3 separate regions of the Mus musculus genome follow, and regions 1 and 2 are each linked to region 3. A link is a contact called in public HiCAR-type and HiChIP or PLAC-seq data. All regions are on one chromosome and are shown on one strand. Each heading gives the region's core, a stretch centred on a gene start, on an enhancer-like site or on the middle of the called end of the contact. The rest is flanking DNA. Distances are from core to core; before and after follow the strand shown.

What was found. HiCAR-type assays count read pairs that join an accessible place to other places. HiChIP or PLAC-seq counts read pairs in DNA pulled down with a chosen protein or histone mark.
Region 1: an H3K27ac HiChIP or PLAC-seq map of embryonic stem cells shows a contact between it and region 3, with 10 read pairs. The contact joins the promoter of Ccl25 here to the promoter of Rps23rg1 in region 3. A contact is called at or near these places in 1 of 39 promoter capture datasets (pre-B cells), 4 of 115 datasets of contacts at active chromatin or transcription factors (all in embryonic stem cells) and 1 of 9 other capture datasets (embryonic stem cells).
Region 2: a HiCAR-type map of embryonic stem cells shows a contact between it and region 3, with 3 times the contacts expected there. The contact joins the promoter of Evi5l here to the promoter of Rps23rg1 in region 3. A contact is called at or near these places in 3 of 39 promoter capture datasets (cranial neural crest, embryonic stem cells and frontonasal cranial neural crest) and 2 of 115 datasets of contacts at active chromatin or transcription factors (embryonic stem cells and stem cell-derived neural progenitor cells).

Annotation. Positions count from the first base shown.
Region 1 is chr8:4,348,240-4,352,595 of GRCm38.p6, forward strand. It overlaps Ccl25 (chemokine (C-C motif) ligand 25), which reads left to right and starts at 1,349. Exons shown (of 6, transcript NM_009138.3): 1 at 1,349-1,416; 2 at 1,533-1,655. The coding sequence starts at 1,583.
Region 2 is chr8:4,164,526-4,169,313 of GRCm38.p6, forward strand. Evi5l (ecotropic viral integration site 5 like) reads left to right here and starts at 2,042. Exons shown (of 20, transcript NM_001346730.2): 1 at 2,042-2,238. All of the region lies in intron 4 of 4932443L11Rik (a long non-coding RNA gene), which reads right to left.
Region 3 is chr8:3,565,840-3,570,423 of GRCm38.p6, forward strand. It overlaps Rps23rg1 (ribosomal protein S23, retrogene 1), which reads left to right and starts at 2,159. Exons shown (of 6, transcript NM_001024728.2): 1 at 2,159-2,257.

The DNA of each region.
Region 1 (4,356 bases), core at 99-2,598, 780 kb after region 3:
CTAAGTAGAATTAAATACAACAGGAGGTTCGGAGTGTGAGGAATACCCAGAGAAAGGACGTGTCGCTAGCTGCGGATGCGAGTGATGAAAAGTTAAAAGCGGTTAGTTGTGAGTTCTTGTGGCAGGCCTCCCCGTTCCTCCTCCCCGCCCCGTCCAGCCCCGCCCCATCTTCCTAAACACTTTGCCCCTATCCCCCAGAGGGTCAAGTTAACCAAAGGAAAGAAGAAATGCTTTCAAAATGAATCTTGTTTTGCTTCCTGCAGACAACAGACGCTGTCACCTGGATCCTGGCTTCACATTCCAAACCAGAACATTACTTTCTTTCCAGTGTTGTGGTTACAAACAGTTTTGTTAGAATGGCTTTCATTCCGTATCACTCACTGCCCCACTGAAAGTGTACCTTTCCAGACCGGGAGCTGGCTGAAGGAGTTTGCTGCAAAACTTGATGACCTTACTTTGATTCCAAGCTCCACTGACTCTGCAAAGTTGCCCCCAGATCACCATGGTTCTCATGTCCCCAGCCTCCCAAATAAATACAATTTTAAAAGTGGGCCAGCAACTGGAATTTTATTCAGCAACTAAAAAATAACATTATGGTCCAGCACTTGGGAGGCAGAGGCAGAGGCAGTCGGATCTCTGTGAGTTCAAGACAAACCTGGTCTACAAAGTGAGTCCAGGACAGCCAGGGCTCTGTTACGCAAAGAAAGTCTGTCTCAAAAAAAACAAACAACAAAAACAAACAAACAAACAAACAGGAAAAGAAAAAGAAAGAAATTATGAAATTTCAGGAAAACGTGTTAAGGCCAGGACAGAGCAAGAGAGCAAGAAAAGGCAAGATGGCTCCGTGGCTCAGTGAGTAAAGGCACCTGCCACCAAATCAGATGACCTTTGTTTCATCCCCAAGACCCACAAGGTGGAAGGAAAGAATAGATTGTTGTCCTCTGACCCCACAGATACGCCATGATTTATGTGTGCCCTGTTCTCATGTACAAAATAATAATAAAAATTAGAAATAATAAAACTTTTAAACGCAGCTAACTATAAAAAGATCCGTGAGGAGATGGAATAAAAAGCTTGTAAGGGAGAGGGCTGCGGACAGTATTGGACCTCACATAATAAGGTATTGGGAGGGGATACTGATTGAGAGGCCTGGCTGCATAAAGTGCCTCAAGGTTCATGGGGCAGGTAACCTGCAGAGACAGATGTAAAATAGGACTTGGTCTATCTGAAGGAGAGAGAAGTCCCAAGTCTCACAGAGCTGGTAGAGAGGAGGAGCAGGAGGAGGGAGGGAGAGAAGAGAGGGGGCAGGTCACTGCAGGGTGGGGCTCTGACTATAAAGAATGAAGCCAGTTCACTGATCCCATAGGCAATACACGCTACAAGCAGGCACCAGCTCTCAGGACCAGAAAGGCATTGGTGAGTCTTTTTCTGACTACAGCAGAGGCTAGAGCAAGTCCTTTGCCATCTGCCTCTCTTTCAGAGAGTTCCAGGGGTGGCTTGAGATACTGATGTCTTTCCTTCCACTTTTATAGGTGGCCCCCTTAAACCTTCAGGTATCTGGAGAGGAGATCTAACCTTCACTATGAAACTGTGGCTTTTTGCCTGCCTGGTTGCCTGTTTTGTTGGGGCCTGGATGCCGGTTGTCCATGCCCAAGGTATTGTCCTTAGCTATACCTACCTTGCCCCGGTTTGGGCATATTGCTTTCTCTTCTCACTTGTCCTTCTCCACTTGTTGAAGTCTCCCTGTATTCTGTATCCTTTGAACTCTTCAGTGTCTCTTGGGAGGTTGGGCATAACAAGAATTCCTGGTACTACTGGAGGTAGATGGGTAGAGATGAAGTGTCCCCAGCTACTTACTCCCAGATCCCTCACTTTCATTCTGAAGTGCTTCCTTTGCAAGACTCAAGAGGTTTAGGGGCTGCAGGAACCTGAGGGTGGATTCCAATTGAGGAGAAATTCACTTAGCCAGAAATGCATTTTGATGCCCTTCTTCTGCCTAGTTAGGGGATGTGAAGTTAAGCTCAGAACCCTGAAGACTCTCCAGACTGCATTCCCTGCCTTTCCTCCCTGTGTAATCTAGGCAAGGGGCTAAGATTATTCTGTGTGGGACTCAGTGTCCCCATCTGCTAAGCAGGAATGAAAATTTAAGGATCCAATGAACTGCAAAATACTCTCAGCTGCAACAGGATTCCCAGCCCTGTGGTCAGGGAACCATCTTTGTCTTCTTTCTTGGCCTCCTGGAAAGCAGGTACTGGAGGATTCAGTTACCCAAGGCCAGTTCTCAGGGGCATGAAGCATCCCCCAAGAGTCCTGTCACTGGGTGCTTCATCTCAGAAAAAACTGTGAAGTCCCAGCAGGTGTCAAGGCAAAATCCCAGGCCAGGTTGAGGACCAGGATCCCTGCTTTTGCCTTGCCTGCTCTTCTACAGACAGGTCGTGCACCTTCAAGCTTCCACCGTACCCATAGAAAGCCAAGCTTGGCTTTTTTTTTTTTCCCATTCTGCTATCTGGGCCACTCCCAACCTCTGCCCTTTGATCCTGGGAGAAAAATGGCCCCCAGTGTTGGAAAACACCTGTCAGGGATCCCTGAAGTCCCATTTCTTATCTGACACCACTGCCCCTTGTCCTCAAGAGCCAAGGTGGAGCAATGGCAAGGAGGATGAACTCTGTCCCTGAACCTCTACTAGGCTCTACTTGTCCTCAGATCGAGGAACCCACTGTCTTGCCAACTTTCTTTATTCATTTGCTTCTCTCCTCAGAACTTTCTAGGATCATCTCCTCCTCCTTGGGCACCTCCTCCAGCTCCAGTGCACCTTCTTTCATGTAGATAACATTTTTGGCTTCCCTACCAGGTTGAGATACTCCTGAGCATTAGGTCTAATTCATGTCTGTGTTGTATGGCTCTTTGGTACCAAGAAGAAATCTTTAAGCTCTTGTTAGACTAACAGGGGAATCGGCAAAGAATGGCTAGGTCAGTTTAGCAGCCACTGAGATGAGTATAGAGAGGAAAAGGGATTTAAGTTAATTCAACATGGGGACAAGCTGACTCATACCTGGAGCTGAGATGGTCAGGAAAGTTGAATAACCTGTTTATATTTTTATCCAACTTACATTTATTTATTTATTGTGTGCGCGTGTGTGTGGATCAGTATGCACAGTGCCCATGTGGAGATAATTTGCAAAGTCTTTCCTTTCACTCTGTGGATCCATGGGGTCAAACTCAGGTTATCAGGCTTGGTGGCAAGAGCTTTCTCACTATGTGTAACTCACTGTCCAGGAACTCACTATGTAGACCAGGCTAGTCTCAAATGCTTAGAGATCCTCCTGAGTGCTGAAATGAAAGGCATGTGCCACACATGTGGCCTTTAAATTTTTTTAATTAAAAAAAATTTTGACAGGGTTTTCCTGTATAGCCTTGGCTATGCTGGAACACACTCTGTAGACCAGGCTAGCCTTGAACTCAGAGATCTGCCTGCCTCTGCCTTCTGAATGTTGGGATTAAAAGTGTATACTGCTACATCTAGCTAATTTTTATATTTTTAAATTGAGATAGGGTCTCATATATCTCAGGCTGGTCTCCAACTAGCTTCCTAGCTGAGGATGATTTTGAAATTCTGATCTGCCTGCCTCTACTTCCCAGGTGCGAGGATTCTAGGAATGTACTACCGCACTCAGTTTATGAACTTCTGGGGATCCAAGCCAGTGCCTCATGGAAGCTAGGCAAACACTTTGCCAATAGTCCTAGTACCATCTAGGTGCTTTGAGACAGGTTTCATGTAGCTCAGACTGGCTTCAAACTCCTTATCCTCTGTCCCAGCTGGGCTTAAAGATACACATGTGCCTCAATGTCTGGATAACCACTTTTAGGAAATTAGGGCTGTACTGGTTGTGCCCCAGGTGTGCACCTGTTCTCTACCTCAGAGCAGAAATAGAAGGGACTTTGGGCTGTTTCTTTGCCTACCTACACTCTATAGTTCCTGCCAGTGCCCTGATATCAAGAGCTGAGAACAAGCCAGGAAGCTTTCTTTCCAAGGCAGCCTGGTGACCTCTGTATCTAGAAGGTGGTGTGTGTGTGTCTGTCTGTCTGTGTGCACACACATGCATGCACGCACACACAAACATGCATGTATGCTCACATCTGTGGTTATCCTGCTAGTGATGTACACCTGGAATCAAGTGTGTGACTGGCTTGTCAGGTTACAGGTACCTTTTTGTGATTTATTTTGGAGAATTTCATATGTGCAAATATGTTTTGATCAAATCCATTCCCTATTCCCCTCTCCCCCAATATCACCTCATCCCCCACCACTTTCCTCATCCAGTTTCATGATCTGTCATCTACTAGAACATTGATGGT
Region 2 (4,788 bases), core at 792-3,291, 600 kb after region 3:
AACGGGCTGTAGAAGAACTTTTCTTTCCTTTTCTTTTCTTTTCTTCTCTTTTTTTTTTTTAGATGAGGGAAAGGAATACAGAAATGTGGATGGAATGAGGTTTTCAATCACCTGAGTATTTAGTAATAGTCTAGTTTTTCTTAACAGTTTCAAAATTTTAATGGGGCAATATAGATAAAAGAGGGAGAGTGTATGAGATCAACACTATAATACACATCCATGCACTCTGGAAACTAAGGTAGGAAAATTCTGAGTTTGACACCAGTCAAATGCGCTGCGAGTTGGAAGCCAGCTTGAGCTGTGGTGAGACCCTATCTCATAAATTTTAAGCCGGGCGTGGTGGCGCTTGCCTTTAATCCCAGCACTCAGGAGGCAGAGGCAGGCAGATTTCTGAGTTCCAGGACAGCCTGGTCTACAGAGTGAGTTCCAGGACAGCCAGGGCTATACAGAGAAACCCTGTCTCAAAAAACAAAACAAAACAAAACAAAAACAAAAACAAAATTAAAAATTTAAAAATCCATGTGACTGTCAACTGTTAGTATCAAATAGAAGCCCTGACTATACAAAAGGTTAAGATCTCAAACCTTAGAAATCCTGACAGTCCCTATTCTGAATAGACTCCTCTGTTTCCCCTCGTGTCCCCCCCCCCCCCCCCCGATCTTCAGCCATCATGCTGAACTTTTTTGTAGCCTTTTGTGAATCAGGCTGTACTCCACTACTCATCAGTCTCCTCCAGAGGGGAACCACTCCCCCTGCTGAACCTATGATCTCAGCTTTCCTTCTATGACACATCCTTCCTTGCCCCACCCTGTCCAAGGCCCATAACCCACACCCTGGAGTCATCCTCTTCTCAAGTCTTGTAGCTGTCAATGATGGGTCATACATGCTCTCTGCCCTCACTTACTTATTAAAAGAATCTAGGATCTGGCCAAGGTGGTGAGTGGAAGGTGAAAAGTGGGAGGATCTGGAGTTCAAAGTCACCCTCTGCTACACAGAAAATTTTGAGGTCATCCTAAGACTACAATAGACTCTGTCTCAAAAATTAAAATAAAAAAAAAATAAAAACAAAGTGGAAGGAGAAAGGGGAGGAGGAAAAAAACGAGGACAAGGGGGAGTCGGCAAAAGAACCAAGGTCCCATTCATTCATTCATTCTTCAAGCCTTTAAAGCAGCTCTCACGTGTGCGGCTCTGGACCCAAAGGAGACCTGACACCCCCTCCGCCGCTCTATACCCCATCCCCGCCCCGCCCCGCCCCGTCCCAGGAGAGATAATGGTTGGGGCAAATGAAGGATGCAATCGGCGTTTTGATGCCAGATTCACCCAGCAAGGGTAGGACCTGACCTAACCACCCGGCCACCACAGAGATGCTGGCTCTGAAGAGAGGCCTTCTGCATACGCCCGATCTAAAACCCAAGCCAGGAGCCCGGCCCTTGTCTGGTCCCGCCTATCCTTGCACCGAGACACGCCTCCTCATTAACTCCTCCATTTCATTCAGCCCATGGCCTTAAGTCCTACCGCCCAGGACGCCAACCTCATTCCCAGTCTCACGACTCCATTGGTCAAATACAAGAGCCCGCCTTCCATCAGTGTCGCTGACTGCTTAGAAGTCAGGATCTCTTTCACAGCACACCCCTCCCATCTCAACAGTTACCAGGGACGAGGTTTGAAGAGCAGATAGTAATGGACGGCTCAGAACCTCTCATGATTGGGTAGAATTCCAGCTCTGGGCGGGGCTTAGTGCTTTCAGCTAAGGGTTGCTCAAGGCCTCAGCTTTCCTTCCGAGGCACACCTCTCGCCCATCACTATTAGTAGTTTAGGTGTCGATCAATATTATTACTTATTTTGATAGGTAAAATTAGATGTCCATCACAGATTCTCTCATTTCAATTCGCTCCTCTCCTCAGAGAACCGTAGCCAGGGTCCGCCTCACGGGGTGGCTATGGATTGGTCAGGTCTTATGTCATTCTTCTACAGTGGGCGGAGCCAAAGGCCTAAGGGGGCGGTGAATTGGTTGACTGGGCTGGGGGGCGGGGGGCGGGGCAGCGGCTCCTGTCAGCGGGTGAAATGGCAGTGGCGGAGCCAGCGACGGCCGCGGTCCCCGGGGGTGGCTGATTGAAAGGGGCCGGGCCGCGGGGTTTGCGGGACCCTCGAGCAGACGTGACCGTGGGTCGGGGCATCGGACGACACAGCGCAGGGACAGCGAGGCTCGGCGCGGCGATGGAGGCGCTCTCGGCGCAGGTAGGGCGGCCCGAACCGGGCCTCTTCTCCTTGGGGGCGTCAGTGCTGCGGGGCCCCGCGGGGAAGCCAAACCAGGAGCGTGACCTGGGGTCGCCTCGCCTCCAGAATCCACGCTGGGAGCCTTGGCATTCCCAGTCCCGGACCCTGGAACTCCGGCCTCCGCCCACCCTCCTTCCCGATCCCCTCAGGATCCCTCCCAGGGCTCCTAAGACCCAGTGTCTCTTCGCGACGTCCCCCACAGGCTCAGGACCTCTGTACATCTTTCCCAAGACTCCTCTGTTAGAATCTGTCCAGGGCTTCCCCATCCCCCAGTCTGCAGACCTGCCCCCCCCCACACACACACACCATGAGCGTCTCCTTTCCAATCCACAACCACCACCACCACCACCCCGAGTCCCAGGACCCCTCCCATCTGCACATCTCTTGCCTTTACATCCCCCTAAACCTCCCACTTGGCTTCCTGTCTTCTGTGTCTGGCCTACACCCTCATCCTCTCCAAGGAGACCAAGATCAGAGCCCTATACTCTTTCTTTCTGACTCCACAGAAACCCATGCCTCACCTCTTAAACGGAAAGATTCCCAACTGAATCCAGAGACATCAGCTCAGCCTGCTCACTTGGCACCCCTCCTGCTCAAGGGCTCCAATAAAAACAAAAACAAAAAAAACATCACTTCTAGTCTTCTGAGAAGACTATACACTGTTGCTGATCTTGAGCCATCTAGATGGCATCTTCCTGAAGAAATGAACACTCAGGACTTCCCAAAAGACCAAAAGATAGTGCTGAATCCCATCCCCCATAGACACACCCTCCCCATCCATCTTTCTGATACAGAGTGGGGTCATTTAGATACCCCTAAATATACAGGAACCTAAGGGCCCAACCCAGACCCAGGCCCATGAGTGCTCTCCCCCCCCCATCTCTCTCTCTCTCTCTCTCTCTCTCTCTCACACACACACACACACACACACACACACACATGAGAACTTCTATACACCTTCTTGAGCCCAGTACCCTCAACAGACCTCCTAACTCAGACAAAAGACAGAAGATTGTGAGGTGGCAAGCTCTGTCCCCAGCACCTAGCCTGTCCCTTCCACCCCATTCTCTTTGAGTTGGGACTCCAGGGCGTGTCAGGGCCTAAGATCTACCTACCACAAATCTCTCCCCCCCCTCTCTCTTTCTTATCCTTTTTAATAGGAAGGACATTCTTTCCTACACCAGTGTCCCAAAAGGAACCAGTGCCCATCTCCAAATCAATGGCACCTCCCTATACATACCATGGGGAGTGAGATCTTCCAGCGGCTCCTGGCCCCAATCCTAAAGTCTGACCAGACTGGTAGGACCAGCATCCTTGAGCCTATGGCATCTGTTGGCCTCAGATGATATAGACAGTGCTGCCATCTAAGGTGCTCATCAAGGCCAGTTTCTGAGAGCCCTGTGAGTTCTTTTACCCACCACCAATGTTTGGTCAAAATAAAACAGCTTCCTCCTAGCATGTGGGATCTGCTCAGACTGGGTCAGACCTGCCAAAAGCAAGCACCTCTTTAAGGAATATTTTCAGAAGGGTTAAAATGTGAAGAAGACAGGGGGGGTGTGTGTGAAAGGATGAGTGCTCTGATTGACAACCCCCTCTGCTTGACACCCCCACTCCCATATACACCACTCCCAGCCAATCTGTCATTAAGCCAGACTCCCCACATCCCTCACTCTTCATGGTTGTATTGTATTGGTTCTCCCTACCAATTCTGCCCCACAGCTCCCATCCTAGGGTCCCACCTGTGGGTTCCCTCTGGATTCCTGCGGTTGACTGTGGTGGTTTGGAAGGGATCACAGGTAGCTTGGCCCCGGCACAAGACAGAGAGGAAAGAAGAGATTGCAGAACTGGCTGTAGTTGTAGAACTAGGGAGTGTAAAGGAGAATCCAGAACAAACCAGCTCCTAACAAGCATTTGGTTATGCCTGGAAAGACCCAGATAAAAAGCCTAGGTTTCCTTGTAGAATATTTACAAACAAATTCTGAACAGATTTGAATAAAAAAAAAAAACTCATCTTGGCTTAGAACTTCAACTTCTCCATCTGGAAAATGGGGGTTGGGGGAAAAAGCCCTTAGAATAGTAGTATTCTGCTGCAGTCAAGCCAGTTAGATTAGGGTGTGGCCTAATGTGTTTCCTGGGAGCAGTGAGGTTTAGCAGAACAGTGGGGTTTAGCAGAACAGACCCCACACACACCTAGCAAAGTTGGTATTGTCACTGGCCCTGATGATCCCTGTCTTCAGTGGATAGTAGCCATATCTGAAGGACTTAGCCATCTTGCAGGAAGCTGGCTTAAATCAGGGCTGAAAGAATGAAGAAAAAAGATGATCTGTTGTGGGACTTGTAGTCATGCAGGCATCTTCTGGAAGGACTGAGGACATGGGGAACTAACTACTGGCAGCCCTCCTGATGGACACAAGATAGAAGTTTATCATGTCCATTTGAGAGCAAGAGTGCATGAAAAGACTTGAAGGTCATGTGGCACATGAGAAGCTGCAAGACCTCCCCCCACTCCCC
Region 3 (4,584 bases), core at 909-3,408:
AAAGAAAAAAAAAATGATGCCTATAATGTCTAAATCGGCAATCCATCCTCTGGGAGCACACAATTTGGAGGAGGTGTGTGGGAAATAGTTCCAGAGGCTGTTGACAATGGTGTAGGGGTATAGGAAGCTCTGAGGCCTTTAAAAGAACGAGACAGACCTGTATTTACTGACATGGAAAAACACATGTATATCGCTCCATGAAAAGGAATGGGGACCATACAGGCGGATTCCACTGGAGCAAGCAGACACATGTAGAGTGGCCACAGTGAACTCCTTTCACTCCAGTGTGCTGCGGAGGAGGGGACTCAAGGGAGGAACGTCAGGAGAAATCTTGTTATTGAAGATGAAATATTCCCTGAGCTTGTAACCTCTTCTCCTCCACCAGGGTTGCTTTTAGATTTTCACTATCATAGATGAGATTGGGGTGGGGATTTTCCTTCTTCTTCCCCCTCATCCTGTTCACCCTACTCCTCTTTTTCAGGTAGGTTGTTAATATGAAGCCTGGGATGACCTTAACTTTGAGATCCTCCTGCCTCAACCTTTGGAATCTTCGGATTACAGCTGTGCACCACACCCACCAACTTCTTTTTATTTGCTCTCTCTCTCTCTCTCTCTCTCTCTCTCTCTCTCTCTCTCTCTCTCTCTCTCTCTCTCCCCTCCTATCATTGATTCAGGTGCAGCAGCAAATATGAGGTCAGAGGTCAACTTACAGGAGTTTGTTCTCCTTTCACTATGCTGTGAGGATTCAACTCAGATATCAGGCTTGTGCAGTGAGTGACCTCTCTTTGAGTCTCATTTGGCCCAGGATGATCTTGGACTTGTGAATCTCTAGCTTCTTCCTCCTGGGATCATAGCACCATGCCTGCTTTAGTCAATACTTGGGATGGAACCCAAGGCTTTTTGCAGGCCAAGTGCTCTACCAACTTAACCACAGCCCTAAGCCCTCAATCATTTCTTCCTATTATCTCCAATGTGTTATTGCAATAAACGAGTAAGAACATTCTTCCATTTCCCCTGTTCCTGTTCTTAGGAAAAACAAACACTAGACTTGACAACAGAGGCTCATAGCTGACTGGCTTCATTGTAGTGCTTGATACACTTGGCTAAGTTGCTCTGGTAAAAGGCGGAAAAGTTTAACACCCCTGGCAGTGGGTGGAAGGTCCTGTTTCATGGCACAGTTGGAAATTATTAGACAGGACAGCTGGGAGGGCTACTGGAAGCACAGAACAAATTCAGGATGTTCGAGGCTCTGGGTTCCAACCCAAGCACATTGCCCCACCTCAATCAAACAGCAAACCAAACCTGGTGACATGGCTGTAACCAGAGCACTCACGCGGTGGAAAGCAGAAGCTGAAGGCCACTTTTAGTGTGTTTGAGGCCAGCCTGGCTTACATGTCCCCCAACCCCCCAAATAGGACTGGGGGTATGGCTCAGTGGGTAAAGCACTTGCCAACCTGAGTTCAGGTCCCTAGAAACCTCATAAAGGTAGAATGGACTCCACAAATTATCCTCTGACCTACACACAGAGAGACTACACACCTGCTCTCACACATTAAAAACGTGCAAGATAAAAACTTGCTGGGCATGGTAGCACACTCTTTAATCCCATCATTCGTGAGGTGGAAGCAGGTGGATCTCTGTGAGTTTGAGGCCAGTCTGGTCTTTAAAGCCAGTTCCAGGACAGCCAGGGTTGTTACACATAGAAACCCTGTCTTGAAAAAACAAAATAAATAAGTAACTCTTTCTTTGACTTAAAAGGGGAGGTGGGGCGCCATGTGATTTGCACAACTTTTAATCCTAGTGAAAGATTATCCATTAGACTGACTCCCAGATAAGCAGACCAAGAGGGAGATCGGCCAGAGCTAGGTAACAAAGATAGCAAGCTCCGAGGATGGTAGCTTCTTCCTCGCCCTGCTGAGCTGAGACAAAAGCCTGGAGGCTTAAAACAAATGCCTTACATGCTTTTGTCTCCTGCCAGCAGGACTCTGCTGCTGGTCTGGGTCAGGTGTCCGAGGTCTGCTCAGGACGGTCACACAACAGTTCTGAGCCAATCAGCTACTCTGTCTTTCTTCAAACTGACCAACCGTAAAGTAGGGAAGAAAACTCAGACTTTAAACCCCCAGCCTTCATTGTCAACCTCTCTGCTTTGCAGAGAGTCTTTCTCTCACCCCAGATAAATGCCTGTCCTCAACTGCCGATTCTCTCTGCTGCTGTCAGCAGACTGGAGATTTCTCCACTGCCACCTGTCGTGCTTGAGGTTTGTCCTGCCTTTTAGTTAGTGAATTGGCAGAGAAAACGAACCGGATAAAGAACCCTAGACTGTATTACTAGGACTTTGAAGGCAGAGGCGCGTAGAACTCTGTGTATTCAAGGCCAGCCTGGTTTATATAGGCCAGCAAGTTTCAGGACAGCCAGGTCTACAAAATGAGACCCTGCCTCAGAAAGAAAAAGAAAGAAAGAAAGGAAGAGAGAAGAGAGGGAGGGGGGAAAGGAAAGAAGGAAGGAAGGAAGGAAGGAAGGAAGGAAGGAAGGAAGAAGTTAAAGAACGCAGCTTTGTATATATATTATTTTAGTATATATTTGTTTATTTACTTTGTGTGTGTCTATATGTGCGTGTAGAGTTCAGAGGAGAACTTGCAGAAATCGGTTCTCCCCTCCCACCATACGGATCCCTGCAATCTACCTCAGAGCAAGCAGTCGTTGGGGTGGGGTGGAGGATTTTTTTAAAGCCCCCTGCAGCCTCCGTTGCTTTCCACACTTTTAATATCTTACTTCAGTATGCAAATTTTTTCCAATCCTCTGTTCTTGTGGCTTTTTTCTATGGCTCAAACAAGTGGTGGGTCCTGAGTGGTTGTGTTGGAGTGGGGTGACACTCTCCGCAGGTGTGAGCACTCAGAGAGGCAGATAGACTGGGAGGATCACATACTGTTTCTGCTTCGTGTTTGTTCATGTTTGTAAGTATTGATTTTGTATGATCAGCTTTATTTACCTGAGTGCAACGGGGTGTTATATTTGAAGAACCTGTGTGTGTGTGTGTGTGTGTGTGTGTGCGTGCATGTGTGTAGGTGTGTATGTGTGTAGGTGTGTGTATGTGCATGTGTGTAGATGTGTGTGTGTGAGAGTGTGTGTGTAGGTGTGTCTGTATGTGTGTCTGTGCATATGTGTAGGTGTGTATGTGGGCATGTGTGTCTGTGTGTGTACATGTGTGTTTGTGTGTCTGTGTCTGTGTAGGTTTGTTTGTGTGTGTGTCTGTGCATGTGTGTATGTGTGTGTGTGCATATGTGTATGTGTGTGTGTAGGTTTGTTTGTGTGTGTGTCTGTGCATGTGTGTATGTGTGTATGTGTGTCTGTGCATGTGTGTCTGTGTGTATGTGTGTGTGTGCATGTGTGTCTGTGTGTGTAGGTATGTCTGTGTGTATGTGTGGTGTGTCTGTGCATATGTGTAGGTGTGTGTGTGCATGTGTGTAGGTGTGTGTGTGTGTGTGTGTGTGTGTGTGTAGTATAGAGATCTATCTTGGGTATAGTTCTTCAGGAGCCATTCCCCTTGTTGTTACTGTTTTTTTTTTTTAGTTTTTATTTAATTATTTATTTTATGTGTATGTTCGTAGACCTCATTGTCTGCATGAGCACTACACACACACACACACACACACACACACACACACACACACATTGCCTGGGCAGACCAAAAGAGGGCATTGAATTCCCTGGAACTAGAGATACAGGTAGTTGTGAACTCCCTAATGTGTGTGCTGGGAACCAATCATGTATTCCCTGAAGAGCAGACGGTGAGTGTTTAACCACTACATCATCTCTCCAGGCCTTTTAAAGAATTTTTAACTATACTTATTTATTTATTTTATGAGAGGGTGGGCACACATGGTACATGCCATGTGTCTTAGGGTGCCATTGCTGTGAACAGACACCATGACCAAGGCAACTCTTAGAAGGAAAACATTTAATGGGGCCAGCTTACAGGTTCAGAGGTTCAGTCCATTATCATCATGGCAGGAAACATGGCAGTGTGCAGGCAGACGCGGTGCTGGAGCAGGAGCTGAGAGTTCTACATCTTGTTCTGCAGGCAACAAGGAAAAGACTGTGTCACACTGAGCACAGCTTGAGTGACTCCACAAAGCCTACCGACCCAGTGACACATTTCCTACAATAAGGCCACACCTCCTAACAGTGTCACTCCTTATGGGCCAGGCATTCAAACACATGTGTTTATAGAAGCCATATCTATCAAACGAAGTCTGCAGCCTGTGTTCAATGCCCACGTGTACTCTGTATCACACTTGTGCCCCTCCACATACTGGATAGAAACAACTTAGGGGAATATTATGGTTAATATTGTCATCTCTACAGGGTCTAAAATCACCTAAAAGGAAAAAAAAAAATCTCTGGGCACATCTGAAAGGGAGTTTTTAGACTGAGTTAACCAAAGTGTGAGTATCCAGCCTGAATGTAGATGATGCTATCCCATGGTGCATTTGCCTTTGATGCCAGCATTGGGGAGACAGAGGCAGGAGGATCCCTATGAATTCAGGGTCAGCCTGGTCTAAAGAGAGTGTTCTAGCACAGCCA